3 separate regions of the Sus scrofa genome follow, and all the other regions are linked to region 1. Evidence: chromatin contacts called from public HiChIP or PLAC-seq data. All regions are on one chromosome and are shown on one strand. Each heading gives the region's core, a stretch centred on a gene start, on an enhancer-like site or on the middle of the called end of the contact. The rest is flanking DNA. Distances are from core to core; before and after follow the strand shown.

Evidence for each region. HiChIP or PLAC-seq counts read pairs in DNA pulled down with a chosen protein or histone mark.
Region 2: an H3K27ac HiChIP or PLAC-seq map of skeletal muscle shows a contact between it and region 1. The contact joins two enhancer-like sites. A contact is called at or near these places in 4 of 47 Hi-C or Micro-C datasets (blood, embryonic fibroblasts, epiblast stem cells and 1 more) and 1 of 2 datasets of contacts at active chromatin or transcription factors (skeletal muscle).
Region 3: an H3K27ac HiChIP or PLAC-seq map of skeletal muscle shows a contact between it and region 1. The contact joins two enhancer-like sites. A contact is called at or near these places in 2 of 47 Hi-C or Micro-C datasets (embryonic fibroblasts and epiblast stem cells) and 1 of 2 datasets of contacts at active chromatin or transcription factors (skeletal muscle).

What each region holds. Positions count from the first base shown.
Region 1 is chr9:105,627,611-105,631,677 of Sscrofa11.1, forward strand. The region is part of intron 8 of ATXN7L1 (ataxin-7-like protein 1); the gene reads right to left. Among named protein-coding and RNA genes, the nearest start is that of CDHR3, 190 kb to the right of the region's middle. Within about 2 kb of position 2,546, at least 26 of the 83 cell types and tissues checked have an H3K27ac peak or open chromatin away from gene starts, as enhancers often do. A contact at or near this core is called in skeletal muscle, where this site is marked.
Region 2 is chr9:105,899,070-105,903,170 of Sscrofa11.1, forward strand. The region is part of intron 2 of ATXN7L1 (ataxin-7-like protein 1); the gene reads right to left. Among named protein-coding and RNA genes, the nearest start is that of ATXN7L1, 25 kb to the right of the region's middle. Within about 2 kb of position 2,587, at least 6 of the 83 cell types and tissues checked have an H3K27ac peak or open chromatin away from gene starts, as enhancers often do. A contact at or near this core is called in skeletal muscle, where this site is marked.
Region 3 is chr9:105,999,583-106,003,403 of Sscrofa11.1, forward strand. No RefSeq gene overlaps it. Among named protein-coding and RNA genes, the nearest start is that of SYPL1, 16 kb to the left of the region's middle. Within about 2 kb of position 1,404, at least 9 of the 83 cell types and tissues checked have an H3K27ac peak or open chromatin away from gene starts, as enhancers often do. A contact at or near this core is called in skeletal muscle, where this site is marked.

The DNA of each region.
Region 1 (4,067 bases), core at 1,296-3,795:
ATTTTTTGTTGTAATTACTTGACTTTAAGCGGAAGAAGTATGTAAAAAATCTGTGTTGCTTGAGAAAACAGAAATCCTGAATAACTATCATCTTTATTAGGAAAAAATTATCTTTCAGTTTTCATGTGAAAAACTTAATGATAATCATTAAATAAATAGATTTAAATAGATTAGGAAATTAAAGAAAATCTCTTGTGGCCAAGCTAGCATAGGGAAAAATGGCAAGAGAGTGAAGAAAACTTTGCTTATCTAATGGAAGGCAGGAAAGGAGAACAAAAGCAAATAAAATGCAAGGTACACAGGGATGCAAATTAAAAGAGAGCGCTAAGTCCAAACATATCACGTAATCACAATAAGTGTAAATGGGTCAAACTCATCTATTAAAAGACACTATCGGAATGGACTTTTTAAAAAGCCACCTATATATATGGTTTACAAGAGAGATACCTAAAACAAAATGACACAGAAAAGTCGAAAGTAAAAGATGAGAAAGAGATAAGACCAAATACATATTGACCAAAAGAAAACTCAGTAGCAGTGTTAATCAGATAAAAAGGGCCCAAGGCAAAAGCATTAACAGGGATGTCGACTCCACCACTAAAAAGACATGGGTCATGAACGTTTCACGTATCCAACAGCAGAGCTGCGAAATTGGAAAGCAAAAGGTGTTTCATTACAAAACTTCCTTCTCAGACCTTTCAGACCAAACAGACAAAAAATGCTGAGGACAAATGAGATTTGAAGAACAAAATAAACATTAATATATGGAACACCATGCATAAAAGAGAGAGTCTTTCCATGCTGCAGGTGAGGCCCTAAACACAAACACATAACTAAAACAAAAGCAAGGCCCTCACCATCACCCTGACGTTTGAGAACTAAAAGCACACACCTCAATTACGTCTTGGCAATAGTGTGATTTTTTTTTTTCTTCTCTATGTGGCCCAGTTGCTATGGGACCAGGTTAATTTATGTGACATTTGTCAGGGGTATCACCAGAAACAGGAAACTCCCCAAAGCCATTATAGCTTCATTATTTTGTACTTTGAACTAAAATTCTACACCAAAGAGAAGGTGAAGTACCTGCCTCCAGGAAGAAAAGAAGGGATGTGCGTGGGTTAATTATGACCTAGTCACACAGCACCAGAAGCTGCTGTTGGCTCAGTCCCCAACAGCAGCCCTGCTCTGCCACCCTATACCCATCTCCTGCTGTGAGCCACTACTGCTTGGATGCAAACTGTCCTGGAAGTGCTTGGCACCTGGGAAAAGGTGCTATTCAACTGATGTGGCATCTTACAATGAACAATGTCCTGAGATCAAGCAAATTTCTATAGTAAGGTTTTACTTTATTTTTTATTTTTATTTTTTGTCTTTTTGCCATTTCTAGGGCCACTCTCGGCATATGGAGGTTCCCAGGCTAGGGGTTGAATCGGAGCTGTAGCCACTGGCCTACGCCACAGCCACAGCAACATGGGATCCAAGCCGCGTCTGCAACCCACACCACAGCTCACGGCAACGCCGGATCATTAACCCACTGAGCAAGGGCAGGGACCGAACCTGCAACCTCATGGTTCCTAGTCAGATTCGTTAATCACTGAGCCGTGAAGGGAACTCCCATAGTTAAAGTTTTAAAAATTTTTAAAATTTTTTTGCTTTTTAGTGCCACACCCTTGGCATATGGAAGTTCCCAGGCTAGGGGATGAATTGGAGCTACAGCTGCCAGTCGACACCACAGCCACAGCAACACAGGATCTGGGCCACGTCTGTGACCCACACCACAGCTCATGGCAACACTGGATCCTTAACCTGCTGAAAGAGGCTAGGGATTGAACCCACATCTCCATGGATCCTAGTCAGGTTCATTACTGCTGAGCCATGATGGGAACTCCTATAGTTAAGTTTGTGTGGGACTTTCTGCCTGCTCTTTCACAGGGCCAAACACTTCTGGAAAACGATGGGGGAAATGCTGCATAGGGGAGACACAAGAAAAATACAGGTCCATGTGTTCTAGAGGTAGAGGGCAGCCCCTCTAAGAAATCTCCCTAAACCAGGCCCAAACCAACCAGTGGTCGTTCCCCTGGACTGTGCGGCTAGTTTAACACAACTTCAGTGCCGGCTGAATAATGAAAGAAATATTAAAAAGAGACATACCAAACAACCTAAAAAGGATAGAACACATGATCAGGGAGATATTGACAAAATCCCCTTGACGGCAGGTCTGCACGTGCTATGGGTCAGTGGGGGGAGTGGGGTGAAACAATAAGAAAATAAGAGAGAAGACCAGAACTCTGCTGCCCGGGCCACGGGCACCTGCTGTGGTCAGAACAGCCCTGTGGTTTCCAAGCCCACAAACAATATAAGCCACAGAGTGGGGCAGCTCTCAGGGCACCTCCTTCTCCCCTGGGCCTCCTCACTGGTCTCCCAGCTTCTCTCAAACATCACCATCTCCTTCAGAGAGTCCTGAGGCCAAAGGGTGTGGACAGGGCTCCCTATCCCCCACCCCTAGGGTAAGCATCACAACTGGTAAGACGATGACAGGGGCAGCTGAGAAAGTGGCACAAGAATGGCTCGGTCCCGCCCCCGTTAGCACATCAGTAACTTGATCCTATGTACTCGGGGGTGGGGGTGGGGGGGTGCCACCATCAGGATGATGCCCCAGAGCGGACAGTCAATGCGGGTCACTGAGTTCGGGGGTCCATCAGGGCTGTGTCAGCTCGACCTCACTACTGGGGGCACTGTGGCAGGGCTCCAGGTGGCAGCAGGCTCACTGGGGAAGGTCACGTAGGGGGTGGGGGGGGCCGCTTAGCGAGATGAGCAGGAAATCACAGCCATGACACGAAGGAAGCCACACTCATCTTAGAAAAATGCACCTCTGGAGAAGCCTCAGGAATTTGAGGGAGTCATTCATCAGAGAGAAAAGCAAAGCAGCCAGGAGGCTAATAAACAAATAACAGGGTGAGTCAGACACCAAACCTGAGACAGAAATCTGTAGTTCCAGTTTTGTAAAATAAGGACCAGGGTGGCTTTCTCTGGAAAAAACATGACTATTCATTCCACGTGAAGCAGGATTCATCAGAGTGAAACTGTTTCCTTCTTCCTCATTCATTTCCCTTGACTTGTTTCCCCTGCACTTATTTATTTCCCACATGCCTCCTACGCTGCGTCCCCCGATTCGCGCTCATTTTCTAGAAGTGCCTGGCCCTGTGACAGAGCAGAGGCCAGGGCCTGTGCAAACTCCTCACGACAGTATTTCCTTGCTTCTAGGAGGCCATCAAACCCAAGATGCCGCCTCAACATGACAGCACCTTTTCCAGAAGAGAGGAAGAAAAAACCTGCCACAGTGAATACACACATGATATGGGATGAAGCACTTTGACTTTAGAAACCAAGGGCTTGGAACCGTCTTTACAGAACCACCCCCACCAGCGTTCCTGGGGTGAGCCTCCACATGGGATCCCCGTGTGTGACACTTCAGCAGGGAACTCTTGGGGAGCCCAGGCAAAGCATGTAGAATCAGCTCCCTGAGTGAATACCCCAGAGGTTCTTCCAGAAGGAACACTGTCACGGTGGAGCTCCAGCTGGGAGCTGGGTTCCAGCCTCAGGGAGAGAGGTGAAAATGAGAGCTCATCAAAAGCCCTTCTGCTCATGAAGCATAGTAGGTGAGGTTTGGTGAGAGTGTGCTCTCTCCATGGCCAGTTTCTCCACCAGGAGTGGGAAATATCCTTATTTCTCTGCTTGGGCACACGATGCAGGAGTGGGCTTGTATCTGGGACCACATTATTAACCAAAAAGGGCATTACTGTTACTGATGATCGCCCAGTGGGTGGGGATGAATTCAGATAAATTAAGAGTGATGGGATTCCAAAGTGAAGGATATGCCTTTTTTCTTTTCTTTCCTTCTTCTTCTTCTTCTTTTTTTTTTAAATTAAATGCAAGACCTCTGAATGCCTTGCTGGCTATAAGAGCTGCTGAGAACCTCTGGGGAGTCTGGTGAGTGGTCTTTCCCAAGCGTGGCCCCAACACCAGCTCTCAGAGCACTGATTCACTACTCCAAGGAGGACAGCTTG
Region 2 (4,101 bases), core at 1,337-3,836, 270 kb after region 1:
ATCTTTGTTTATTTCCAGAGGTATAATAGATAAACAGATTGGGTGCATGTGTGTGTGTGTGTATACCATAGGTACATACATCTCAAATGTAGGCATATATCATGTATACATATCTCATATGTACATACATGTGTTAACAGTGGTAAATGCTACTGAGAACAATGTAAAGGGTCAGGAGTATGGAGGGTGGTGAAGGAAGGCCCCATGGTGAGGTGAGTGTCAAGCAGCAGAAGTGGGGAAGGAGCCACACGGGCCACTGGGACGAGCCCTCAGGCCAAGAGCGCAAAGGCAAGGCCAGGTTGAAGATCACGAGGAAGAGCAGAGTGATGACCATGAGGACCAGGGGTGATGCCTTCCAGCAGGTGTGTGGGGGGAGTGGGTGAGCGTGGATGGGGGGGGGGGAAGCGGGGGATGGTAGGCTCAGCTTGTAGGGCTTCGTAAACCCTTGTAAAGACTTTGGCTTTTACTGGGAGTGTGATGAGGAGATATTTCGGGGTTGGGGGTGCAACATCTTTTCTGTTTTAAAAGCGTCGTTCTGAGAGTTGATTTGAGACTAGACTTCAGGGAACCAGGGAGCAGGGGGGCAAGTCGGGAGACCTATGAGTTGCCTACTGGATTAGTCCAGGGATGACATGGCGGTGGCTTGGGCCAGGGTGGCAAAAGTGGAGCATGGTGGGCACATGGGAACCTTGCAGGACGTTTTGGAAAGAGTGCCCCAACTACCAAAGAAGCCCTGAGTTCTTCTAGGTCTGTTCCCCTATTAGATAAAGGTGGCCCCGCCGGGTTTAGTCACTCTCTTAGTGGAAGCTACCAGATACAGCTATTTTACGTAACAGCAAATGGTGCTTCCCAAATACACCTGCCTCCTTTTGCTATCTGGGATAGGGTGTGTGTGTGTGTGTGTGTGTGTGTGTGTGTGTGTGTGGCCCTTGGTGTTTCTGCTGCACTAAACTGAATCCTGTTGAGATTTCAAACAGGCATCATGGAAATGGAGCAAACAGGCCTGGACAGTGTTTTGTTCGTCTGGACTCCACGCCTTGCGGTGGGAAAGGTCCCAGGTAACCTCCTTCAATCCATGCCATGCATTAGATTAGCTCTCAGTCAGAAAAAGCATAAAAGCATAGTTCTGATTCAAGGCCTTTTACCAGGAGACCTCAGTTGTACGAAAAAAATTGTGGCCTGTGACTCCCAAAAGAGTCTGTGCTTTTAAGAACTCTGCCTGCTTAGAGGGAAACAGGGAGGCGAGTGTGTCCTGGAAAACTGAAGCCTGCTGATCAGGTTTTTGGAGACAGTCTTACTGAAAATGATATCACCCACCCTTCCCATGAGTACAAACCATAATTATCAGCCCTGATTTGGGGTGTGGAGAACATGATCCGTGCAAGTCTTAAAACCAAGGCAAAGCACACTTATGAGCTTTGCACTCCTCCTGTGTGGTGCCTGCGAGGTGAGGCTGGCCCAGTGCTTGGATGAGGGCATCCTACCCACTGCCCACGTGGGGCCCTCGTCATGCTCAGCAGCCCTGTACTTCCAGGTGATCCCAAATTGTCTGCAGCTGCTGTGACCCCGCCAGCCCTGGGCACAGCTGAGGGAGGGAAGCTGGTTCATCTGACTCATACATGAGGCTTACAAGAGCTCCACTCCCTGGGCCCATCTCCTGTGTTCGCCCACAGTCAGAATACCCTCCAGCTGCTATGCTAAAACATCTTTTTTTTTTTTTTGGTAACAACTGTATTGATATTTGATTTAATTCATATACCACTACATCCAGCAATTTTTAAGTATCTTCACGAACTGTGCAACCCTCACCACTATCTGACTCCAAAACACTTTCATCACCACCCAATAAGCCCCATGCCCATTAATAGCCATGCTCCATCCCCAAACCCTAGCACCCATTGATTGAGCACCTCTCTGGATATTTCATTTAAGTAGAATCATACCATGTTTGTCCTTTTGTGTCTAGTTTATTTCCCTTACCATGTTTTCAACAATCATCTATGTTGTCACAGACATCAGGACTTTTTTCCTTTCTATGGCTGAATAATGTTCTATCACGTCAGATGCTACATGCTACATTTTATTTATCTACTAATGGATATTTGGGTTATTTCCACCTTTGGGCCATTACGAGTAATGCTGCAATGAATGTTAATGTGCAAGCTCTTGTGTGGACACATATTCTAATTCCTCTGGGGTACATACCCAGGAGTGGAGATGCTGAGTCATATGGTAATTCTATATTTATCTCCTTGAGAAACTGCAGCACTGGTTTTCAAAGTGACTGCACCATGTTATAGTCTTACCAGCTTTGGTGAGAAATCCACGAGGCTTTCACAAACGTTTAAAACAGTAGAAGGTGCCCTCTGCTCAGGTGTAGACCCTGTCAAGCTCTGGCATGAAGAGGCCACTAGTGGTCTGGAGTGCTGGTCGACCTCGCTGAGCTTCCTCAACTTCCTAGTCAGCAGCTAGGTCTGTACAAATCTCAGGATTGCAACTGTGTGTCTAACATGTGCTGGGCACACTAGCTGCAAAACCTCCAAATCCTTACAGCACTCTTTGGAAGACTGTCTGGACAGCTGAGAGATGGAGAGACAAGGGAACGTGTCCAGAGGTCACAGAGCCAGAACACCAAGCTGGGTGTGCCTCCGCAAGCCTAAGCCCAAGGGCTCAGTTTTTCCATTGGATTGTGTTCCAGTGGGGAAAAGTCAGATGACTGAACCCTCAGATGGATCCTCTGACCAAATATCTCTTCCCTCAAAGCTCGAGGCTTCTCAAGGCTGCAGAAATCAAACCCTCATACGTGCAGCATCGATACCAGCTTCAGGACCAGCAGACATGCTCTGAGAGCATCCTCTCCTGTCTGGCATGAGTTGGGATCTAAAACAGCCGCGAGCCTTCCGCAATCCTGCAAGCCCAGCGCATACAGGTTTGAGCTGTGCAAAAGGCACAATCTATTCTTTCCTCCATTCTGCTCACACTCTCCACCTGTCTGCTGCTCAACAGAAGCAGACTCATCTTGGCTATGAGTATTCAAGTGTCTTCCAGAGACATTCTGTCAAGGTCTAGGTCACTCAGAAACAGCCCCCTCCTCCCCAAGGAGAAGAGGCTGCAGTTACGCATGTTGGCCAGCAGAGGCTCCTTTTGACATTTGGCTTCCTCAGAGTGGTCCAGGAAGGCCTGGTTAACCCACCAGCCGGCCTTCTTTTCACGTTCCCCCAAGCCGTCCTGGGTATGTGGCCGCAGGCCCTGCAGAGAGCAGCCTCAGGGCATCCACGGTTGGGATTCCACCTTGTGGCCACCCACAAAACCCCACAGCAGCAGTGTGGTCACTGGAAACCAGGAGGGCCGAACCAAACCTTCTGGAGGTGGGAGTGAGTGGCCAGGTCCACCCATGGGTGGCCTTTTCCTGGAAGGTGCCAGGACAGCGATCAGGGCATTTCGCCAAGCAAGCTATGGCTATTGACAAATATAGCCCCACCTGGGCTCAAAACACTTTTATCACTGTCGACTTAAGTACAGAGGGTTAGAATCAGCTGCGGTGTTTGGCGTCTCTGAATAAAAAACCCTGGATTTTGTTTCCTTAACACACCATCTTGGCACAGGTTCCAGAAAATGAGGGTCCCAAATTCTACGCCTTTGTTTGGTAGAAACGTGTGCTGATATGTCTGTGTACTAACAAATAAATAATAAAATCACTTTGCATTTATAGAATAATAATAAATAACAAAATCACTCTGCATTTATAGAATGCTTGCCATGTTGCAAGATACCATGGGGTCCTTTATATTTGTACTTTTATTTAACGTAATGCAGCTGGAGGTACTCTGAGGCTCAGAAAGGGTGAGTTACTTCCCAAAGGTCTCACAGCTAGGAAGTGGCAGAGGGAGGTGGGGTTTGAAAGCAGGTGTGGCCTCTTCATGCCGGGACTAGGGTCCAGAATTCCTAGTAAGATGGCTTAGTCCCCTGTCGCTCCCACCCCAACACTGCCTTAATCTTGGAGCTGCTTTAGGCTGGGGGTAGAATCAGAAGGGGAAGGAGAGGATGGAATTTACAAGCTAGTTTATGCCAGAGCTGGTTTGGGTGCCTTGAAATTCACCA
Region 3 (3,821 bases), core at 154-2,653, 370 kb after region 1:
AGCCTGGTGCAGGGACAGGAAAAACGGGGTTGACCAATGCACATGGAGGCAGTCAGTCCCCCACTAAGGAGCTTCTACCCTGAATCAGTACTGTTGGGAGATGAGATGCTTAGCGCCCAGGCATCCCTTACTAATGGCCTATGGCACAGCAGTGGGTGTGGCGTCACCAGTCATGTGTGCCTGTTCTGAACACAGCATCACAGACTGTGGACTGTCAGATCCTCTGATTGGATACAAATGCTCCTGTGCTGAGTAAACCCTTAATAATAAACTTCTTGGAGGTAAAGGCCGTAATACCTTGAAGCACTCCTTCGGGGTTTGCCTCAATGAAAAACCACCAAGCACTCCTGGTTGCCTTTTCAAGATACTTAGCTCATTCCCTTGCTGGTCTATGCTGGTAGAGGGGTGGGGCAAGTCGGTGTGAGAAGGTCTGGGAAAGAAACAATCTGTCCAACCCTGTGAAAGGAAACCCTCTGCAGATCTGGAGGAGGTGAGTGCCCCCACATCCACGTGGGCTTATTCCTGGGGACAGCAGGAGAGGCTCTGCCTCCTCTTCATGGCTCCTGGGTCTCAGTCCCGGCTATACGTTGGGATCACCTGGAGGGCTTTTACCATCCACCCGTGCCTGGGATCCACCACCCAGGAATCTCTGGTATTGTAATCCCAGGTACTTGTAATTCTTATAAACTCCCCAGCTGATGGTGAAGCAGAGTATTGCTGCTCTAGAATTTCACACTCAGAAACAAATGCCACAAGCATCCAATTTACCTCTCCACCATTTTGGTGAGTTTGAAAGGAAAAGAGGCATTACAGACTGATTTTAACGAGGGGAAGAGAGGTGCAGAAAGGAGAAGCAATTTGCTGAGGCCAGAGGGCTGCTCAGGGCAGGGTTGGGGTAGGAAGCAGCTTCCTTCTGATTCTCCTGCATCCTTTTTTCTGGCAGTATATACAGTATCGACTGTTCTGATGGCTTAGTTTGACATGCACTCAGGCGAGAGATTTCTACTCCTTTATTGGGATGGCCTTTCCAATTAGACCTACACTACTGTTTCAGTGTGTTTCCTGGTGTGGAAGCCCAAATCTTCCTTTTGTAATTCTTAGCTCTTTACTGGCCTGAGCAGTGGGTCATGAGATCCCCGCCTCTATTTAGAGGGAGCCAGGGACCGACCATGTTTGGTGTGTTCTGTACAGAGCACAACACATACGTGTACAGTGAAAACATACTTTACTGTGGGTAGAACTGAGACCTAACTCAGTCTCAGCTTTCAAGCCTCTGGATCAACAGCAGTTAATTCTCTTAGAACATAGAGCTAAATCTCTGAGGAGGCCTGGCCTGGAGAGGCCACCCGAATTGCTGCCTGCTTAAAGGTGCACTCATGTTTCTTGATTTATCTGAGTCAGTACCTCTGTTTATTTTTGCCATTTGACTTCAGGGTAGGGCTGGTTTCCGTGTGCTGGCAATTCCCAGTGAGTACAGGCTCTGAGTGACAGGGGCAGGTGTTCAGGAATCCCCAGTGACTATTATTTCATTTTGTTCCTCCCCCAGCCTCACGGTTTATGTATGAGCTGTTAGGTGACCGAGTTCTATTTTTAACTGCAAATATGTTCTTTTCAACTGGAATCATATTCTTTAGACACTGCATTATGCAAGCTGGCTCCAAAGTTTGCCAGCAGTGCTAAACTCAACTGTGACAATTCCCAGCCACTGTCACTGAGCCCGCTACAGTGAAGCAAACAGCACGCTTACTTGCTGCAAGATAGAGCTGCTGTTGTGTCTAATAACTTTGCTACCTGAGGAGAAAGCTATGTCTGGCCACTCCGATCAGCTACCCTCCTCTTGTCTCCTGCCTATCCCAGAAAAAATCCTCTGGGCCTTGGGGGACGGCATTAAAAAGGCTTCTGTTGAGGAAGGTTAAACTTGAAATTAGTCATAATGAGGTACAAGCTATGTAATGCTCATTGTGGTGTATCTTCTCAGGCTATGAGCAGGAGAGGACGGTTTCAATGGAGGGCCTCAAGTCGAGAAGTCATTCTGATGAAGTGTTCCTGCTGAGCCATTCACTATTCTAAAGTGAGAAACTTAGACAAGCCCAGTGGTTGGGTCTCATGTTTTTCTGTGGGATAATCACAGAGAAGTGTCTTTCCAGAATGGCACAGAGCTGGGATCTTTCCCCCTGCTTTCTCCTAGAGGACTGGCATCTGGCTTATCCAAAATGAACCAGAGAAGAGACCGAGTTAGCATTCTCTGAAGGGAAAATGTTAGTATCACAAGGTTCTTTGATGGCAAGCAACAGAAACCAACTCTTTAATAAGAATTCACCTACTTAAGAACAATTGTTAGAAGATAAGTTCCATGAAAGCAGGGGCTAGCTTTTCACTGCTGTTTCTCCAGTAGGACAATACCTTGAATATACAATAGGCATTGACTACTGAGTATATTGAGTCAAGGTTTGCAGGTTATACATAGGGTGGATTGAAGAATTGTTAGGAAGACTGAGAACCAATATCAGAAAAGGATAAGAATGAGAGCACCTCTGGAGGGGAAAGGTAGCAGGAACTCGGTCCCTGACAGATCCATCAGGAATGAATGCTCTCTAACTAGTCATATTTTTGAGTGTCTGTCCTCATGCATCAAAATCCAGAGGGAGGAGTTCCCGTCGTAGCTCAGTGGTTAACGAATCTGAGTAGGAACCATGAGGTTTCGGGTTCCAACCCTGGCCTTGCTCAGTGGGTTAAGGATCCGGCGTTGCCGTGAGCTGTGGTGTAGGTCGCAGACGTGGCTCGGATCCCGTGTTGCTGTGGCTCTGGCATAGGCTGGTGGCTACAGCTCCGATTCGACCCCTAGCCTGGGAACCTCCATATGCCGTGGGAGCGCCCCAAGAAATGGCAAAAAAAAAAAAAAAAAAGAAAAGAAAAGAAAAAAAATCCAGAGGGAGATGTATTAGAGTTTTCTAGAGGAAAACAGAACCAATAGGATCTATCTATCTAGTGAGAGACAGAGAGAGAGAGATTGATTGATGATAAGAAATTGGCTCACACGATTATGGAGGCTGGCAACCCCAATCTGCAGGGTGGGTTGGCAGGTTGGAGTTGGAGACATAGGGAGAGCCAGTGTTCTAGTTCAAGGGCTGTCAGGAAGGAAGGGTGACACTGCAGATGAAGCCTAAAGGCGGTGTGCTGAAGAATTCTCTCAACTCAGGGAGGGTAGGTCTTTCTGTTCTGTTCTGTTCTGTTCTGTTCTGTTCAGGAGGAGGCTCACCCACTTGTGGAGAGCAAGCTGCTTTACTCCAATTGATTGAAATGTTGATCTCATCCAAAAAGACCCTTGCAGAAACACTCAGAATAATGTTTGGCCAACTATCTGGGCACCCCATGGCCCAGGCAAGTTGACATTTACTTGCTATGGAGAGGGCCAGAGAGACACAACTGGCCTAGCTGGAGTCATGTGACCATCCCTCTGCCCAGTACAAGGCAGGGTATTTTGTTGGGCAAGTCCAGAAACTTTGCGTGAGGGGCAAGCACTTATTTCCCAAAGGGGCAGTGGGAGCTGTTTCCAGGAGAAAGGGGAAGGGATACTAGGGAGTTGCAAGACAGCAACTGGCTCTGCTCTCTGGAGAGTCTCACTTTGTTACTTGCTTCTGTGGAGGTTAACATCAAGACACAGCTCTCCGCTTTGGCTGCCTCTTGTAGCTCCTCTCCTCTGTGTGAAAAGAGAACAGCCAGCTAATTTCTGTGCCTTTGGCCCTTCCCCTCCAGCCATGGGTAGAGGTGACTATCTGAGGGTAGATTGTGAGCTCCAGGCCCTTACTTTTAGAGGCTTG